2 separate regions of the Mus musculus genome follow, and region 2 is linked to region 1. A link is a contact called in public HiChIP or PLAC-seq data. All regions are on one chromosome and are shown on one strand. Each heading gives the region's core, a stretch centred on a gene start, on an enhancer-like site or on the middle of the called end of the contact. The rest is flanking DNA. Distances are from core to core; before and after follow the strand shown.

Region 1 (6,412 bases), core at 1,221-3,720:
TGAACTCCTGATCCTCCTGCCTCCACCTTCAAAGTGTTGAGACTATAAGTACAAGGAACTGCGTTCAGTTCGGACAATTTCTTATTTGCTTGTTCAATCTCTCACTTGCTGTGCAACTCAGGTTGGGATCACACTCCCAATCCTCCAAGTGCTAGAATTACAGCTGAGTGCCAGCACAACAGGCTTGCTCTTGAGATATTTTTAAAGTAAGTCCAAGACAGTATGTAGGTCCATTAATGCATATTCTAATAAGGACTCCACCCTTTTAAAGATATTTTTAATTTTTAAAAATTATGTAGGGTGTGTGTGTGTGTTCCTGTGGACACCAGAAGATGGCATCAGACCCCCTGGTTCAGGAATTGCAAGCACATGTGAGCTAATGTGGGTGGTAGGAACAGAACTTGGGTCCTCTAAAAGAGAACTACTTGATTTTCAACGCTGAGCTCTCCATTCTCTAGATTCCACCTTTTTTCTTTTATTTATTTTTATTTATGCTCATTGGTGTTCCGCCTGCTCGTATGTGGATGTGAGGGTGTCAGATCCCCTGGAACTGGAGTTACAGACAGTTGTGAGCTGCCATGTGGTGCTGGGAATTGAGCCTGGGTCCATTTGGAAGAGCAGCCAGTGCTCTTAAACACCGAGCCATCTCTCCAGCCTCTAGATTCCACCTTTTGCTTGTGTGTGGGGGTCCATTAAAACTGTATGATAACTTGCATGTGTGTTCACTGTTGCTGAAAGCATCTTTCCTTTGAGTGTCTATATGTGCCAGGCATTGCGCTTGGCCCAGGAGAGTCCCTCTGAGCTAAAGAAGCACAGCAGAAACAAGCCACAGTGCTGTTCCAAACTAAGAATTGCTATGGGTCCAGGATGTGAGCACAGGGTGCACGTGGAGCCTTAGAGTAGGGCCTCAAATTGCACTGAGTTGTGGGGAGGCTTGTTTACTCATTTTATGGTAACCCTGAATTTGAACTTGTGGCTCGGTGGGGTCTCCAGCAGGAGGCGCAGTAAAGGCGCCGAAGGGTAGGATTGGGGGTTCAGTCACTACCAGAACCTGGGAAGGCGGCCAGCGCCTGCTGCGTGTGAAAACTGCAAGCAACAACGCCATTTAATAAGGAAGAAGGAGGCGAGCGCCAGAGGCCCAGAGGGACCGTGGGGTTCAGGTGCGGGGCAGAGATGCAGGGGCTTGCGGCAGGCAGGCACCTGCTCGCCAGGTCCTCTCCACCCAGCCTCTCTTTCTGGCAGCCGCCAGTTCCCACCCCTGACGGCCGCTCTTCCTGATAGAGTTTCTTGGAACAGGGCACAGGACAGAGCGAGGAAACACCTGTTTCCAACAAGAAAAGAGGTGTATAGGGGGAGAGCCCCCACCAGGCTTCCAATGGCCTCTCACAGAGCTTGCTCTCCTGAGCCTTGTAAAAGCGCGCCCAGAAATCCATGGAGATCATTTTTCAAAAAGATCGCTTTCTATGTCTTAGCCTCCACCCCTCTATGTCTAAGCCACAACGTCCTTTTTAAAAAGTCTTCTTTCCCTCTGGGATTTCCCGCTCCTCCCAGACCCTTTAAGCGCCCCCACCCTTTGGTGCCTGCAGGGACCTCCACCACCTCTCAAGACCTTACAGCTGCAACTGCGTTTGGCTTCCAGAACGTTTTCGCTTCCTCAGACCCCTGTGGACCTACAGGTGGGGAGTGGGACTAAAGGGCAGCAGAACAAAGGAGCTGGAGCGCCCCTGTCCCGGGCCAGATACCCCTTCCGCAGCCTCTTTTGGGCCAGAGAAGAGGAGCTCAACAGCGCGAGGACTCCCTCCCCCCAGCCCCGGTCTCCGGCACTTCCCAGAGGGGAGCAGCGGGAGGATGCGTGGGAGGCGGGGGTGGCCCTTGCAGCAGACCGACAGACAGACCCCGGAGGAACTAGCCTGCGTGGCCGTGGTCGCCAATGGCCTCCACGTACTGGGCTCCGTTATTTCATCAGCAGTTTAAGAAAACCTGCCAAAAGCAGTTATGCCTCACTGCAATGTGTAGCTTTTTCCTGCCATTTTTTTCATAATAAAAGAGGGAGTGAAGCTCGCTCGCTCGCTCCCCGCCTCCACCCCCCTCTCCCAAAAAGAGCCAAATGGATACGAGAAGGGGGGAAAAAAGGAAAGAACCCACACACCAATCTCTGAGGGGATGCCAGTGAGGTGTGGCTTGTATTTAAATATCCAATATGTCAATGGAAGGGGAGTGGGTACGTATATAAAGTGCCATTTGCATCTGATAGCTCCAGGAAGCCAGCTATGAGAGGCCAGGAGAGATGGATGCGGAGGGGAAGCCGAACTTTAACTGAGAGCAAGGTCAGGAGCGCGCTGCCCCACGCTCCCCGCCGCTGAGAAGTTCTTTGGACGCGAACAGACGTGTGCTGCAGCTGGGCAGAGCGCGGAGCCGAGCAGCGAGCGAGCGAGCAAGCGAGCGCCGCCGACCCGCCCGCCCGCGCCCGCCGCCAAGACAGGCAGTTCGCGCCCCGGGGCCCCGGCTCGGCCCGCGCCGCCGCCGGCCCCGCCATGGCGGAGGTCGGGGGCGTCTTTGCCTCCTTGGACTGGGACCTGCACGGCTTCTCCTCCTCTCTGGGGAACGTGCCCTTAGCTGACTCCCCGGGTTTCCTGAACGAGCGCCTGGGCCAGATCGAGGGGAAGCTGCAGCGCGGCTCGCCCACAGACTTCGCCCACCTGAAGGGGATCCTGCGGCGCCGCCAGCTCTACTGCCGCACCGGCTTCCACCTTGAGATCTTCCCCAACGGCACGGTGCACGGCACCCGCCACGACCACAGCCGCTTCGGTGAGGACCCGGCCGTGGAGGGGTGGTGGGGGAGAGGGAGCGGACGGACCGCGGACTAGGGAGCCGTCGACGCGGGGCTGTCCCGCAGGGGTCCCCCCGAACCTTCTAGCACCGGACGCCGTCCGGACCCGTCGGGGTGGGATGCGGTGGCAGGGCCCTAAGCCTGGCGGGGACTCGGTGGCCCCCCGCGCCCCGCGACGCTCCCCGGAGGGGGCGGAGGCGCCTCGCGGTGCGGCCTCTTCCAGCCGCTCCACCCTCCCTCCTCCCGGAGCAAGGGGTTCCCCGTGAGAGCCCATCGTCGGGTCTCCGAGGGAAGCAGGTGGAGTCTGGAGAGGAGCCGAAGTCCTCGACTAGGAGGCAGGGGACCGCGGCCAGAGGAGTCTTAAGGGTGGCAGACCCGTCGCGACTGATCGCCCAGAGCAGGAGCCTCCACGGGCCAGCGGCCCTTACCCAAATCACTTTTATCTGACGGGGATCCGGCCGTCATGGCACTGGTCATCCTCAGGGGTGGCTCTGCCCAGGGTAGAAGCCAATCCAGGCAGCACAGCATGAGCCTGGGAGCCTGGGAGCTGAGAATCTAGAAAAACCTTGGGGTGCCCACTGCCTATGAACAAGTCTTGGGTATCTTTTGCCCAGAACTTACTCCTCGCCCACGTGAGGGAACTGCCCCGAACCCACTGCCAGCCCCAGAAACAGGAAATGTCTAATCTCCAGGCAAGATTGCCTCTGCCAGCCTGCGACTGTACAGATTGTTCAGAGCACCCAGCTGCCTGCATCGCCATACAGAACTAATTACACGATTAATATAAACCTTGATCTGGGACGGCAATCTTTAGGCTTCTAAGCAACTGTGTTCCCTCTTCTGTAATTTGCCGGGTTTTTTATTTTCAATTTCCTATTCATTATTAAGCCATCAAACAGGTGTGGTGACAGCTAGCCTTTCTCCTCCGCCGCAGTGTCCTCGGCTTCCTCCCTAGGTCCTTGTAATGCAAGAAGCGCACTTTCTGCCCCCAAGCCAGTCCGAAGCTCTGCTACCCTCAAGCAGGACACGGTTCATTTTTTTCCTATCCTTCCCATCTTCGCATTCTATCCATGGTTTTCTAGAGCTGCGTCTGGAGTCCTCAGAAGAAAGAAAGAAAGAAAGAAAGAAAGAAAGAAAGAAAGAAAGAAAGAAAGAAAGAAAGAAAGGAAGGAAGGAAGGAAGGAAGGAAGGAAGGAAGGAAGGAAGGAAGGAAGGAAAAAGAAAAAAGAAAAGAATGAAAGAAAATGGGGGCAGAGGAGGGGGCAGCCGAGGGGCAGCTTAAGGCCAAGCCTAGCAGACAACTAAGACCAGGGTTGGCCTTCCTTGCTGGGAGCAGGCAGGAACCGTAATGAGGTCTATGTCATCTTGGAAAAATGCACTCAAACAGAGCTGGAGTACAGTAGGTTGGGAGGGGTAATGGAGGGTTGCAGGTGTCTGTATAAACTTGCAGCAGGTCCTCAAAAGGGTGACGAGGCGGGTGGGAGGAGAGGGGGTGTTAACTTGGCTTCTTTCCCTCCCATCACTTGCGATTTTGCAGTCCCCTTTTGTTCTTCTTCGTAAGGACTGGGACTCCCACCCTCAACTCAGAGGCTCCCAGAAATGGCCTAAAGCTATTATGCTATAATGTATAAAAGACCCGTGTGTGTGTGTGTGTGTGTGTGTGTGTGTGTGTGTGTGTGTGTGTGTGTGTGCATTTATATGGATGTGTATAAAAGCAAAGTCACTAAATGATAGTGAAATGTGGGCTGGGGGGCGGTGAAATTGGTAAAACTGTGAACTGCCCCCCAGCTGCTATGTTTGTCTGCCTCTGTGCCTGAGCTGAGCCCAATAATCTACAAGGTCAACATAAGTCAGTAATAGGCTCTTGGGATAAGTGGTCTTTAATTGCCTCCCTAAAGACACATCTTGATTTCTTTTCATCTCCCAGACCTGCTCAGGGTGTTAAGTTTAAGGAGAAACCAAAGGAAGTAAGGCTGACGGAGGACGTTTGCACTGCTGCTTAACCGGGCTTGCTTCAGTTTGGGTTTGGCCTTTTAGAAAACACAAGCTGCCTGAGACCCCCTCCACATCCCCTTTTCCCTTTCCTCCTTCCCTGATTTCTTGGCAGCTCTGTGCATTTCCTGTAAAGGAAATGATAACCGGTCAAAACTGTCTCTTCATAACCTCCCCTGCCAACTTGCAAACACACTCTTGCTCAGTTTAGCTTTTGGCACAGGACGAGGTGGGGTTTGAGTTTGCTCACACTCTCCTCCCTCCACATTTGAGTTAATCAGCCAGAGTATTCAATAAATCGAAACTTTAACATTCCATAAGTGCTTTAGCAGTCAACATTCCAGCAGGGTAAAGTAGGCCAGACTTAAGATATAAAATATTATAGATCTCTGCTTGGGGGGGGGGGGGGGAGTCTCCGAAGGCCATGTAAAGTAAATAGCTATTTGTTGTAATTGGAGAGCAGGGGGTGGGGGGGGCCAAGGATTACCCTGGAATCCATGTGTTCTAAACAAGTCAGGCTGAGCCCAAGTGCAGCCCCGACTCCAAATAATAACCTGTTGGCACCATACTTGCTCCTTGCTCTCCATCTGCAGCCGGTAGCCAGGAGTGGTTCAGTCCCCGCCTGGCTGGTGGCATTTACATGAGGTTCACAGGGAGCCTGACATTCCTGAGGGGCACCTGTGGACTGACAGGCAGGGCTTGGGAGCTAGACTGGAGGAGAGGCCTCCTGCCAGGTGGGATGGCGCAGGCTGCAGCAGCTGCTTTGGGTTTGGAACGATCTGGTTCTTATTTGGCAAAGGGCCAGCGCAGCACTGTCTTGGCCCCGAAGGTCTGACAGGATGGCTGAGGGAAGCAGATTAAATGACACATTAGCCAGTCATCTAGCTAGGTTCTGAAACAGTGGGGCCCAGGACAGATCCGTTTTGATTGAGGCCCTGGGGAGAGAGGTGTAAGAAGAGAAGAGTCTGGAAACTGTCAAGAAAATGCCAGAGCATGAGGTGGGCAGGTCAAGATGAGGCAGAGGAGATGGAGGTCCTGGGCCTCGAAGGACTGAAGGAACTGATGACAAACTTTGTCTACTTAGTACTTTGCCTCAACGCTTTTCTGTTAACACCCCTGTCCAGCTGTAGCTGGGAAAATATGAAAATGGCTTGTTTTCTCTCCCCTCTCACGCTGGCCTGGATTCAGCAGAAGGTTTAGAAATATCTGTTCCATCATCATGTGCCACCGGGTTCCCACAGTCTGAATCCAACTAATAGGAAAGTTGGCAAAGGCAAATGATGCCCAAAGACAGCTGGGCAGGGATGATTCCAGCTGTTGGAGACCCCTGTTACTGGACTCAACCCAAGCGACATCCTGTATGATCTGTCCTTTGGCATCAGGGTTCACAGAGAGTTGGAGAAAAAAAATGTGGTGACTCAAATGGCCACACCTCTTGGGTTTCATGATTTTGTTCTCATACCAGGTCTCTCAAAGTGAGATCACAGGCTGCTCTCTGCTACTTAATGAGCTCAGAGTAGTCAGAGGTATAGGGTATTTAGAGAAAGGGGGACCCGCTGTGATTGGAGGCTCAGAGGTAACCTGCCCTAG
Region 2 (6,412 bases), core at 2,738-5,237, 250 kb after region 1:
TGCCACCGCTGCGATCGCACACACAGACCAGAACCACCTTGGCGAGGCCATGTTCACGCTTCTCTCTTGGCGGCGGGGCGAAACTTTCTTCCAGCACGGTCCGAGGGTGGGGCGTGAGAACGGGCGAACCGAGCCCTTGCCGCTCCCCATTGGCTCGGCTCAGCCCTGCCGCTCGACCCCTCACGTGACCTCACGCTCAGCAGACGCCCGCTTTTAAAAAAAAAAAAAAAGTTCTTTTCCGATTGGTTCCCGGGAGCCAATCGGAAAAGGATAATCTGGAGGTTTCTTATTGGTCCGCTGAAAAGGCTGCACCCTTTTCCTACGTGTAAAGACATCGCGCTCAGCGAACTTTTAGTACACATGCGCAGGTTTGAAATGGCGCTGAGGTTTTTTTTTGTTGGTTTTTTTTTTTTTTGAGGCACAAAATGGCTTGTACGTTTAAAAATGGAATCATCATCTAGAAAGCGTTCCTTCCTTTAGAACTGTTTGATTTTGAGCTGGCCTAAGTAACAAAAGCCTCTAATCCACGCATTTTGAATGTGAAAGCAAGAGCATCAATTGTTCAAGGTCATCTTTGGCTCCATTGTCCGGATCCCAGGCCACCTGATTAATGTAAGATTGTCTCAAACATAAAGGAGCCCTCGTGATTTCTCCCAGCCAAACTCCCAGGTTTGGGAGGTGGAAGTGGAGGCAGGACGATTAGGAATTCAACAATTCAAGGAACCTTCAGAGTTCCATTCTAGCCAAGTCCAAGGGAACTACGTGGTCTAAAGCAGAAGCTTGCATTATACCCTCTGGTAAGCAAAATTAATTTCTCAGCCCAAACCTCAGCGCTGACAACACCCAAAACATCCAAATATCTTACATCAAAAGTGGTTTTGTTTTGTTTTGTTGAAATTTGCTCCTTTAGTATAATACTCTGGGACAGGTGCTGGAGAAATGTCTCAAGGGTTGAGAACATTTAACTGTTTTTGGGAGAAGACCCTCCCGGGACCGGCATGGTGGGTAACAGCCTAGTAGTCCCAGGAGATCTGATGCACTCTTCTGATCTTTACAGAGACCAGGCACACACCCATTGCATGTACATTCACGCTGCCACCCCCCCACACCAATCTTTTTTTCAAGCACATACTATTCTTGAAGATGGCTTAAGTACTGTTCCTATGACTGCAACTCCTGATGAAGTTGCTTTGGTCAGGGTGTTATAACATGGCAACAGTAACCCTAAGACATTGGGGAAATATAGATCAGTTGATAGGACATTTAACTGTTATTTGTAAACACATAGGTTTAATCCTCAATATTTCCTCAGTATACACACAAGCGCGTGCACACACACACACACATTATAATTTGGATTTATTTATTTATTTATTTTGCAGCACAGGGCACAGTAAAGGATTGAGTAAAGGACCCCACACAAGCTGGGCAAGCATTTTATCACAACTACATCCAAAGCCCAAGGTGCATTTATTTTGAATGTGTGGAACATACTATGTGATTATTCTTTTAGGTCCTGCTAGAAAGCAAAAACCCCACAGAATTATAATAATTCCACTATTTGGAGAGTTAAGGAGATGATTGTTGAAAGGAAAGTAACTGCTTTAAAAGAGGGACGGGCTGGAAAAATGGCTCAGTGGTTGAGAGCAGGCCCAAAAGATCCTGAGTTCAATTTCTGGCCACCACATGGTGGCTTATAGCCTTCTATAATGAGATCTGGTGCCCTCTTCTGGCCTGCAGGAATAATGCAGGCAGAATGCTGTATAAGTAATAAATAAATCTTTAAAAAAAAAGAAAGGAAAGTAATTGGTCTCCACATAAAGAGATATGAAATAAAATGAGCCTGGCGGTGCATACCTGTAATCTCAGTATTCAGGAGATAGAGGCAGGAGGATATCAGGGATTAATGCCAGTCTAGGCTGCATAGGGAGTTCCTCCTTGAGCTACAAGAGACCCTGTCTCAAACAAAACAAAGCAAAACAAGACAAAACAAAACAAAATAAACAAAAAGACAGATGAGAAGAGAGCAGAAGAGAGACAGACAGAGAGAGACACACAGAGAAAGCAATAGCCACATGTGGTGGCATACTCCTGTAATCCCTGCACTTGGGAGACTAGAGTGGGAAAATCCCAACTTTGAGGCCCACATAGGTTACATGGCGAGTCCCTGTTTCAAAGGAGAGGAGAAAGTAGGATATGAAAAAATTAAGCTGGGCCTCATAGGTCAGTTTAACTCCTACTTGGGAAGCTGGGGTAGGAGGATTACAAGTTCAATGCCTGTCTCTCTACTTTAGAGTGAGTTAACGGCCCATATGAGCCACTTGGTGTGAGCTTACCTCAAAATTTAAAAAGAAAAATTTTTAAATGGTTAAATTATTAGGTATGTCAGCTCACACCTATCATCTTGGGAAACTGAAGCAGGCAGCTTGCCAGGAGATTGAGGCCAGGAGTGGCTCCATAGTAAATTCCAAGCTAGCCTCTACTACAGGATGAAATCTAGTCTCCAAGAAACAAACACAAAAATAACAAACAAGGGGCTGGAGAGATGACTCAGCAGTTAAGAACACTGACTGCTCTTCCAGAGGTCCTGAGTTCAAGTCCCAGCAACCACATGGTGGCTCACAACCATCTGTAATGGGGATCTGATGCCCTCTTCCCGTGTGTCTGAAGACAGCTACAGTGTATTTACATATAATAAATAAATAAATCTTAAAAAATAAACAAGCATACCAAATAAGCATGGTGGTTTGAGTATCTCTGTTTTATGCTCACTCAGGTTGCTTTAGGCATATGAACTGCAGTGGTCATACAGACACAGTGTGGTAAAGAATTACCAATGGATACAAAACATAGTGGATAGAAGCTTATGCAGAATAGGATAGTCATTATGCATTGGAGTTACCTTTTTTTTTTTTTTTTTGCACACATCCCTCCTTTCCACTCAAGATACTTTTTTTTTTTAATTACAAAGGGAAAGCGGTGACTTTAAAGTGTAGAAATCTGGTATGCAGTGCTTGGATTAAATGATTAAGTTCATACTATTACTGAATGGGACATGCTAAGATCCTATACCTTTTGATAGGATGCTCTAAAAAGCAGAGTTTGATTTGTACATTATTTATCTAATCATGACACTAGAGAAGCTAAGGCAAAAGAATTGCAAATTCTAGGCCAGTCTGGGCTACATAGTAAGTTCTAGCCAGTCTGGGTTACATAGGGAGACCTGGCTTACACAGAGTTTCTTTTTTTTTTTTTTTTTTTTTATTTATTATTTATTATATGTAAGTACACTGTAGCTGTCTTCAGACACACCAGAAGAGGGCATCAGATCTCATTAAGGATGGTTGTGAGCCACCATGTGGTTGCTGGGATTTGAACTCTGGACCTTTGGAAGAGCAGTCGGGTGCTCTTACCCACTGAGCCATCTCACCAGCCCTACACAGAGTTTCTTAAGAAGATACATATATAGTATTCTTGCCAGATGCACATGAACTGGAATCCTTAGGGGAAAAAGGTCAATTGATCTCCCAGCACTTGGGAGGCAAAGGCAGGACTTTTTCTGTGAGTTCCAGGCCAGCTTGGTCTACATAGAGAGTTCCTGGTCAGCCAGGACTAAATAGAGAGGCCGTGTCTCAACTCCCCCACAAAAATTCCAAAAAAAAAAACCAATAAAGGTAAAACCAATTAATGTAGGTAATAGGAGACAGAATGTGAAAAATTTGAAGGGACTGTAATTGGAAGTGAGACACTAGATCCAATCCTCTGGAGTTTTAGCACCATTTTGATGCTGGTGCCTTATGTAAGGTCGGTGTCTCAGCTCTCCTTTGTAGAGTCCGAAACCTTTGTCCAAAGAGTTAACCTCCCTGCTTAGTAAATACTACTTTATGGAAGCCATCAAGCTTGAAACTACATTTCCCAAAGACCTTCCTATTTCCTCGCAGGAACTAGGATGACAATTTCTATAGGTCAACCCCTAAATCTCGCGACATCTCACCAATTCTCATTTGGGCTCCCTGCTGAAAGCCATTTTGTTTTTCAGGACGCTTTGCAAGGGTAGCTGGGGTGAATTTGCACCAAGGCAGCAGCATAGTCGCCGCAGTTCCATCTTCGTCTCCGCGATGTTGCCCTTAGCCAAAAACGCACTAAGCCGTCTCCAAGGTGAGCAGATAATGTGGGCGAGTTCTTTACAACACCCGGGATCCGGCTGTCCTCGTGCTCTTCTGCCCTCTTCCTCCGCCCCAAATCCTGCGGGTTTTAATTCTAGGTGCATGGTCCCCTGCGTGGTCTCCAGTCACTGGGAAGGGAAGCTAGCCATAACAGAGGTAGCTGTGACAGTGGCTTTATCATCCTGTCCTTGTGTTCCTAACCTCGTTATGCATTCTCTTTCTTCAGAGACCTATGATTTCCAGGAAGAACGCTTTGGCGGACACCTTGCTCTTTTAGCGATGATCTAAATTTTAGCTCTGGGAGTGTATTTACGTAGAAGAACTGATCTCCTACAATAACGGTGGTAGGAAACTAAATCTACCGCATCTGGATTCATAGCAAGGGGTTGAAAACCTTAAGCCTGGCAGCTTTGAAGAAGTCATCTGTAGATTATTAACGGAATATTAACTATAGCGAAAACAATCATGGTCATTTTTTTTTCCTGCTTTAAAGTTAGGCAAGTACGTGGAAACTTGAGACTAGCAGTATATATGGAAAATACACTGGACTGGAAAGAAAAAAATTCATTTTTGTAATTGCTTTACCCTGAAGGTGACCTTCAGTAATGTGAATGAAGGTGACCTTACACAATACTTACTTGCTTTTCTAGCCATGGATTTAGTTTTATTTTACCTTTAGATCACATGCTGTGTTCTAAGTACTGAAGTACTTTGGGAATAATTGAAAAAAAAAAAAAAGAAAGAAGCCCAACTGATCTTTCATCTGCTACAAGCTGTGTTTATTATTTCTTTCACTTTGGACAAATGATTTAGCGTTATAAACTTGTTTTTGTAAAACAGAGGTTAGTAAGTAATACCTATGTCAAAGACCATTAACCAATCTCTGGTCACTAAACTGGGTGGTTTTGTTTGTTTGTTTGTTTTTAATTTTATTTTGGTATAGAGGGGAGATCACTTGGTAAATCAGAGTGTTGAAACAACAGTTGTTTGGTAATCTCAATTTCTTTGATCTTTAAGTGACTTAGGGACTTTTAAAAATACTGTAGGAAAAGTTTTTTTATCATTTTTTTTTTTTTTTTGAGACAGGGTTTCTTTGTGTAGCCTGGCTGTCCTGGAACTTGCTCTGGAGACCAGGCAAAAAGATGATTTTTTAGTTTATTTTGTTGTGTTTCTGTTTCTCATACTCACCCTTTTAAATGTTCTGGAGCAGAATTGATTATGGAATGTTTATGAATTTGCTTATTCCGGCTGTGGCTGTTTTCTGAGGGAGGGTCTCAGGTACACTAGGTTGGCCTGCCATTTTAATCTGTAGCCAAGGATGTCTTCAACCCCTGATCCTTGGCCTCCATTTCCCAAGTGCTGGGCTTGACAAAGTCCTTCCCACCTTTATAGACCTAATTGTGTTTGCTTCTGAAGTGTTAGCAATCAAGTCTAGGGAATGTTAGGCAAGCACTACACCAATCCCGCTACATTTATTTCCCTGGGTGTGGCTGGTTAAAGGTGAAAGTGGAACCGTAAGTAAAGCAGCTAATATAATGGTTAAGGAATTATTAGGATTATACCACATAGAGACCATTGGTGGTGGTGGTGGTGGTGGTGTTTGTTTTGGGGGTGAGAGAGGATTTGATAGAATTTGAACCCAAAGCTCTGCCACTGAATCCAGGCTCTCCCCAGCCTGAAACATTAGTGAGGGAACAGCAGTTTTGTCTTACCCTGCAGCCCAGCCTGGCATGAAAATTGAGTATAGTTTTCAACCTTACCCTCCCAAGTACTGAGAGAACAGCTATGAACCGCTGCACCTCAATTCAACATTGCTTTTTCCTCTGTGTCTGTAAGTACCTTTAAAGACCTTTAAAACAGGGACTGGCGAAGTGGCTCAGCGGTTAAGAACACCAACTACTCTTCAGAAGGTCCTGAGTTCAAATCCCAGCAACCACATGGTAGCTCACAACCATCTGTAATGAGATCTGATACGTTCTTCTGGTGTGTCTGAAGACAGCTACAGTGTACTTACATATAATAAATAAATCTTTAAGAAAAGACACACAGTAAAGACCTTTAAAATAATGAGGTGGTGGTGTCTAGATTTGAAGAGAAAAACTATTGACTTTTTGGTATTTACCACTTTTTTCGAGTTTTATTCCTTAATAAGCTACCTTTATAACCTTGTTCTTCATCCAAACTTGATTGGCTCTCTGGTACAGTAGATCTATCTATCTCTGTCGATATTCCATTTTTCTTTTTCT

What was found. HiChIP or PLAC-seq counts read pairs in DNA pulled down with a chosen protein or histone mark.
Region 2: a contact with region 1 is called in an H3K27ac HiChIP or PLAC-seq map of embryonic stem cells, with 3 times the contacts expected there. The contact joins the promoter of Cox7b here to the promoter of Fgf16 in region 1. A contact is called at or near these places in 3 of 39 promoter capture datasets (embryonic stem cells, hippocampal neurons and neural stem cells), 8 of 484 Hi-C or Micro-C datasets (the HL-1 cell line, cardiomyocytes, embryonic stem cells and 2 more), 8 of 115 datasets of contacts at active chromatin or transcription factors (all in embryonic stem cells) and 2 of 9 other capture datasets (adipose tissue and liver).

What each region holds. Positions count from the first base shown.
Region 1 is chrX:105,762,007-105,768,418 of GRCm38.p6, forward strand. It overlaps Fgf16 (fibroblast growth factor 16), which reads left to right and starts at 2,471. Exons shown (of 3, transcript NM_030614.2): 1 at 2,471-2,808. The coding sequence starts at 2,535.
Region 2 is chrX:106,011,713-106,018,124 of GRCm38.p6, forward strand. Cox7b (cytochrome c oxidase subunit 7B) reads left to right here and starts at 3,988. Exons shown (of 3, transcript NM_025379.2): 1 at 3,988-4,158. The coding sequence starts at 4,119. Magt1 (magnesium transporter 1) reads right to left here and starts at 90. Exons shown (of 10, transcript NM_001190409.2): 1 at 1-90. The coding sequence starts at 51.